Linked DNA regions of Sus scrofa: region 1 is linked to region 2. A link is a contact called in public Hi-C data. All regions are on one chromosome and are shown on one strand. Each heading gives the region's core, a stretch centred on a gene start, on an enhancer-like site or on the middle of the called end of the contact. The rest is flanking DNA. Distances are from core to core; before and after follow the strand shown.

Evidence for each region. Hi-C and Micro-C count contacts between places; a contact is called where the count stands out from the background.
Region 1: a Hi-C map of liver shows a contact between it and region 2, with 7 times the contacts expected there. The contact joins the promoter of SPP2 here to the enhancer-like site in region 2. A contact is called at or near these places in 1 of 5 promoter capture datasets (liver) and 7 of 47 Hi-C or Micro-C datasets (fetal liver, liver and skeletal muscle).

What each region holds. Positions count from the first base shown.
Region 1 is chr15:134,281,174-134,284,756 of Sscrofa11.1, reverse strand. SPP2 (secreted phosphoprotein 2) reads right to left here and starts at 1,971. Exons shown (of 8, transcript NM_213780.1): 1 at 1,772-1,971; 2 at 1,548-1,672. The coding sequence starts at 1,838.
Region 2 is chr15:134,233,613-134,236,940 of Sscrofa11.1, reverse strand. TRPM8 (transient receptor potential cation channel subfamily M member 8) reads right to left here. Exons shown (of 28, transcript XM_021074741.1): 21 at 2,452-2,593; 22 at 1,265-1,436. Among named protein-coding and RNA genes, the nearest start is that of SPP2, 48 kb to the left of the region's middle. Within about 2 kb of position 1,975, at least 12 of the 83 cell types and tissues checked have an H3K27ac peak or open chromatin away from gene starts, as enhancers often do. A contact at or near this core is called in liver, where this site is marked.

The DNA.
Region 1 (3,583 bases), core at 722-3,221, 48 kb before region 2:
TAGAGGGAACGCACCCTTCAGCTTGGCAGCTGGCCAAACCTGCACCTGCACATCCAGCCCAAGTGATCTCACTCTGGCCACAACAGCCTGCTTCTGGGCTGGACGCCTAGCTACAGCATCATCTTCGTGACCTATGGCCCAATTAGAAAAGATAACTGGGACAATTCGATTAATTTCCTGGGAATCTGGATGGGAGAAATGGGGCCAGTTTCTGAAAAGGAAGGGTCAAAATGAATGCACTATATGGACTGGATCTAAGAAGCCGTGACCTGTGTGACCTTCACAGGAGGAGAAGGAGAGGGAGCAAACAAGTTGCACCCTAGGGTGGCACCCAGCAGGGATGGGAGAGACAAGCACCAGGTGGAGAGGAATCCAGCCTTTGGGCCTCTGCGAGGAAGCAGCTGCTGCCTGGACCCCTGGCCGTGTCCATGTGGTTCCAAGTTTCCAGGCATCCTGGCTGCAACGAGTTCTAATTCATAGGACCTGGAACTTTCTAGAACCTGCTCACCTCCCATCTTAACCTAAACTCGCTGGCAGGTATTTCTGCTCCCACCTTACACAGGATGATGAACAAGCAGTGAAATCACTTGGGGCCCAGCTAAGAGGGAGGCCAACTGCTGCTTCGTTTCTCATTTCCTTTGAAGGATGTTTCTGTCTCTTTCTTTGGCAATCACAGCCGTAGTCATTGGAAGCCCATGAAAATTCATCTTTTTCCATTTCCCAAAGATAACAGGAAACAGACTATTACCAAACTGACAAAGGAAAGGGGCTTTCTTTGGCTCAAAAGCCAGAATTTATTTCCTCTAAGTATTAGGAGCAGAACCACTGAACTTGAAAAAGCCTTATTTCTAATAAATAGGCAGTTTTTAATAAAACATCTTAAGAGGAACCATGGAGACTTTGGGTACAGAAGCAGGATATGCGGAGGGTAACATCTGGAAATAGGAAATGAGGCCAGAGGGAAGAAAACGGCAGAAGAATCAGGCTTGCAAAGGAGCTCTGAAAGCTTTATGACAATAATAGCAATTAAATCCTTTCTCTATCAAAACAAACAAACAAACAAAAAAACAAAACAGTGTGAGGGAGCTGAGCAGCTACTATCGGTTTAAACTGGAAATTTTTTCCATGAAAAATTAAATTTAAACTGGAAAACTTTAACTTCATTTTAAACTGGAAACATTTTCAGTTGAAATTTAAGTATTTTTGTACCCCCCAGGTTTTCCCATCGAGGCTCAGTGGAAATGAATCTGACTAGTATCCATGAGGATGTGAGTTTGATTCCTGGCCTCGCTCAGTGGGTTAAGGATCTGGCGTTGCTGTGAGCTGTGGTATATAGGTCACAGATGCAGCTCGGATCTGGTGTTGCCGTGTCTGTGGTGTAGGCCAGTGGCTGCAGCTCCAACTAGACCCCTAGCCTGGGAACCTCCATATGTCAAGGGTGAGGCCCCAAAAAGACCAAAAAGAAATTTCGTACACCCAAAATGACAAAAGAAAGAAAACCAGAAGGAAGAATAAAGAGGATTAGAGAAGACAAAAGGGGCACTTACCCTTTTTAGTGAGCTCCTGAAGGCCCGAAACAGATAGGGGCTCAGCGACTGGGAATTCACTTTGGCCACGGAGGCGCCGACAGCCTCCCTCAGGGAAGATGGGTCGTAGTCATACACGGGAAAACCTGGACGCCCAAGCACGCGGGGACACGGTGAGACAGGGCACACGGGTGGGGCAGCTCCACATCACTAGGTGCAGGTGGCCCTGTCTCTGAGCCCCTTACCTGCACAGGACCAGAAGCTCGTTCCCAGGACAAACATCGCCAACATCCTCATCGCCCTCTTCTCCATGTTGGGAAGAACAGCTTCAGTTCAGAGCCAGGGAGACCGTCCCTGTGCCTTTGGGGGCCACAAGTCGCCCTGAAAACAGCTCTTTATCAAATGTGACCTGGCTTGCTCTCTCTCTCTGACTGGAGCAGACGGCAGCCTTAGCAGAAATAATTGATCCCGAAGAGTCAATATTTTCTGCTGGCTCTTCCTGTGGAAAGGTCCAGTTTGGGGCCACTTTTGAAATTTCAACCTCACCACGGGACTTTAACCTGCAGCCAGACAGCAGCCAAGAGGCAGGATTCCATGGGCACTATTTGTTTTTCTCTATTTTAATTTCATTCACATGGACGGCCTAGTTCCCTTTATTTCATTTTGTCTTAGAAGGAGGGAGTGTCATCTTACTTTCAACGAAACAGATAATTTTTTAAATTTATTTTATTGAAATATGGTTGCTTGACAATGTGTGAATTTCTGCTGGACCGCTAAGTGATTCAGTTAAACACATACAGGTATCATTTTTCACATTCTTTTCCGTTATGGTTCATCACAGGATGTTGAATATAGTTCCCCGTGCTATTCAGTAGCCTTGCTGTTTACCCAATAGCTTGCATCCACTAATACCGGACTCCCAAATCCATCCCTCCCCCATTCTTGCTCTTGACAACCGCAGTCTCTTCTCTATGTTTGTGAGTTTGTTTCCGCAAAATACTTAATTTCAAATTGTCATCCACTTAGTTCCCTTCCATGCTCCTAAAGATTTCGCAGTTGGCTGTTTGCAAACACTGTGTGGTTATTTCACGATCTTACTGGAAATTATGATTATAAAGGAGAGACTTTACTCTGTAGGAACTAAAAACGCCAACCAAGATCATCTGCAGTCAACAGTGGTGACACAGCTCCTGCCCACCAACCTTCTCTGCTAATGGATATTTTTGCACCTCACCTGGATAATGAGATGTTTGCATACTGATGATTCTCATGCGCTGTAAGAGCTGAAGGTAGTTTATGAATCATTAAGAAGAAGAGATGCTTTACAGTAAATACAGGTTGTGTGACATACAGCTCATGGTGGTCTCATTCTTTGAATTCATGTGTAAGAAGCTGACTTGTTCTAGGATTCAGAAACACCTGGACCAGAATCCTGGCTCTACCTTTGTCAGGGGTATATCTGTGGGCATCATCCTCAATGCCTCTGAACCTCAACTTCCTCACCGATAAGGTGAGCATAAATGGTTCAATGTAAAGATGAACTATTAGTCAGAGAGGCACAGAGAGACAGAGAGAGATTGCTTTCAAGGATTCAGTTTGTGCGACGGCACGGCACGGCAAGTTCAAAATCTTCAGATGGGTTGGAAGGCTGGATTCCCAAGAAAGAGTTGCAGGTTGAGTCCAAAGGCCATTTACTGCCACAATGCCTTCCTGCTGGGGAGGTCAGTCTTTGTATAGTCAAGTCTTCAACTGACTGGATGCGGCCCACCCATAATAAGGAGAATAATCTGTTTCCTCAGCATCCACTGACTTACAAGTTAATCTCTCCTAAAAATTATCACAGAAACATCCACAATAATGCTTGGCCAAATATCTGGGCACCAGAGCCAAGCTGACACATAAAATGAACCATCATATAAAAATTAAATCACAAGCCCTTGGAAGAACACTTGGCAAATGAATTGCTCGATAAATGGTAACTGCTAGTAAGAATTCAATTCGATAAATATTTTTTAGTAGCTGCTATGTAATAGGCAAGTGGTCCAGGGAACATCTAA
Region 2 (3,328 bases), core at 726-3,225:
TCGACCGCACAGCTGTTTGGACAGCTCTTTGAACCTTTCAGCCCCAAGAAGGGCTAAGAAGGAGGTGTTCAGAGTACACTTCAGGCACAAAAGGGAGTGTCCTCCCATGGTCACTGGGAACAGCTTCCACAAGAAGGAAGCATCTCTGAACCGAGGACGGAAGGGTGAGTAGGCACCAACTGAATGAACGGGGAGAGGCAGAGCATCCAGAGAGGGGACCGCATGTGCAAAGGACCTGTGGTGGGGGTTGGAAAGGTCTGTGAAAGTGAGGGAACAGATGCACGGTGACCAGACACGTTAATTTTTTTTTTTTTTTGTCTTTTTTTTTGCTATTTCTTGGGCCACTCCCACGGCATATGGAGGTTCCCAGGCTAGGGGTCCAACCGGAGCTGTAGCCACCAGCCTACGCCAGAGCCACAGCAACGCGGGATCCGAGCCGCGTCTGCAACCTACACCACAGCTCACGGCAACGCCGGATCGTTAACCCACTGAGCAAGGGCAGGGACCGAACCCGCAACCTCATGGTTCCTAGTCGGATTTGTTAACCACTGCGCCACGACGGGAACTCCAGACATGTTAATTTTTTATCTTTATACTAAAGGCAAGGGGTAGCCCTTAGACTGCTTTACACAGAGGAGTGACACGTCAGAGTCTCTTTATTCAAGGATTGCTCTTTGCACAACTATAAATGTAATAAATTCATTAAGTAATAAAAAAAATAATAAAGTAGAAAGAAAAAATTAAAAAAAAAAAAAAGGGATTGCTCTGGGGAGTTCCCGTCATGGCTCCGTGGTAATGAACCTGGCTGGTATCCATGAGGACACAGGTTTGATCCCTGGCCTCAATCAGTGGGTTAAGGATCTGGTGTTGCTGTGAGCTGTGGTGTAGGTCACAGACGCAGCTTGGACCCTGCGTTGCTGTGACTGTGGCATAGGCTGGTAGCTGCATCCAACTGACCCCTAGCCTGGGAACTTCCATATGCCACACATGTGGCCCTAAGACAATTAAAATTAAAATTAAAAAAAATTTTAAAAAGAAAAAAAAAAAAAAAAGCAGTCTGAAATGTTGGGCCTAAGCTTGCAAGGTAGACAGACAGAAGCTCAGGAGAAAGAAAGGCTTTGACAGTTCGTGTCCACTGCCTAGTGTTGGTCACACTCCAGCCATGTGCTTCTAAGATGACCCCCAGAGCCAGAGCAGGGAGCCCTGGTTCTGGAAGCAACTGCCCCCTCCCAGCTGTCCCCACCTGGGGCCATGTCAGGCTCACCGTCCACGTCACTGGGCACTTGGCCGAACATGGCCAGATAGGGCTCGTAGATGACCGAGCGGAAGATCCACCTCCAGCGGTGCTCATTCTGCCTGAGGATTCCTTGCCTGGCCACACCGAAGGCCACCATCCAGACAGCGAAGAGGAACAGGAAGAAGAACACGTCGATCAACTGTGACGAGAGGACAGGAGAGCAGGGTCAGGACTATGCCGTGGCTGCTCCCCCACTCCGCCGACCACAGGGGAGCTCAGAGGCTCTGGAGCCCTGGGACCTAAGTCGCCCAACATTCGCTCATTAATTTTTAAAAATGGCCATCATCACCCTCAGGTCTCCAGGCGTCTGTCTCCCAGCATGAAAACTGACAGGCGCATTTTTGCTCCCAGGTCCCCAAACCAGTTCAGTAGCAGAGATGTTCTGAATGAGACCAGCCTGGAGCCCCTCCCTCTCTCCAGTTCTGCAGACCCCTCAGTCATGCCTGCATTGTTTCTTTCCCTAAGGCAAAGCAAAAGCTCTCCTTGTTAGACAGGAATGCACAGTTTCATCTTTTCTAAGGTTCTGCGCACAGAGCATGACCTCATGGTGACTCGATGCCCCAGATACGCTTTGAATTAAAACCACAAACCGGAGCTCAGCCTTGGAAAAGAAACCTCCAGATGAGCTCATCCAAATGCCCATCTGATTTGAAGACAGAGGCACGAGAGGTATGAGTCACGTGGAAAACAAGCTGAAAGAAGCCACATCACCGGTGTGTAATTATCACCCCCCATGAGACGGGTCTGGTAGCGCTTTCCTGACGTCCGTTCCACTTGGTTAGAAAGCTAAAGCTCCAGTCCTCGCTCTACCTCTGGCTCACTGCGTGTCTCCAGACAAACATATTAGCCTCCTTGAACCCGATAGTCCAAATCTATAAAATGGGTATAAAAGTCCCTACACTGCCTGGGCTCTGAGTGTCAAATCTAAATAAAGATCGTTCTCAGAAATGAACAGACTTATGCTCTTTGCTCCTGACAGTCATCCTGTGTTAAATTTTAACTGGAAGGGGCCCCGATGAAAACACATCGGAGAGAGCAAACCCGACCGATGGTGAAATGCAGCCGTCACTCTGCAGACAAAATCCCGTCAGGACAGTGAGAGGAACCTGGGTACAACCGGAAGAAGGACAACTACAAATATTCCTCATTCTTACCATCCTCTGCAACATGATAATCTTGGGTCCTAAGTTTCTGCTGACAGTGAAAATGTGGATCAACCTTAGCGTGAATATGATGTAGTCCAGGCAAAAAATCACGCGTCCGGAGTAGAGAGAGGTTCTGTTGGAAGGATGGAGCCTGTGGGAAGAAGGGGAACAGAATTTGTGAGACGCTAACAAAATATTTCAAAGTGGTACTCTTGAAAAAAACAAGGAGTTCCTATTGTGGCACAGTGGTAACAAACCCAACTGGCATCCGTGAGGACTCGGGTTCCATCCCTGGCCTCACTCCGTGGGTGACGGATCCGGCGTTGCTGTGAGCTGCGGTGTAGGTTGCAAATGGCTCAGATCTAGCATGGCTGCGGCTGTGGTAGAGGCTGGCAGCTTCAGCTCCAATTCAACCCCTAGCCTGGGCACCTCCACATGCTGCAGGTGTGGCCCCAAAAGAGCAAAAAAATCAAAAAATAACCAAAAGCATGGCAACAGCCAGGAGCCGGGGAATGGGATAAAAGGAGTTCCCGTCGTGGCTCAGTGGTTAACGAATCTGACTAGGAACCATGAGGTTTTGGGTTCGATCCCTGGCCTTGCTCAGTGGGTTAAGGATCCAGCGTTGCCGTGAGCCATGGTGAGGGTGCAGAGACGCAGCTTGGATCCTGTGTTGCTGTGACTCTGGCGTAGGCCGGCAGCAACAGCTCCAATTGGACCCCTAGCCTGGGAACCTCCATATGCCAAGAGAATGGCCCTAGAAATGGCAAAAAGACAAAAACAAGTGGGATAAGTGGGATAAAAGGCCAGGGAGCACACCCTCCCGTCAGTGACTGAAATCCAAAGGCCCCAACTTCTGCCCTCATGGACCCCAGGAGGGGCAAGGGGG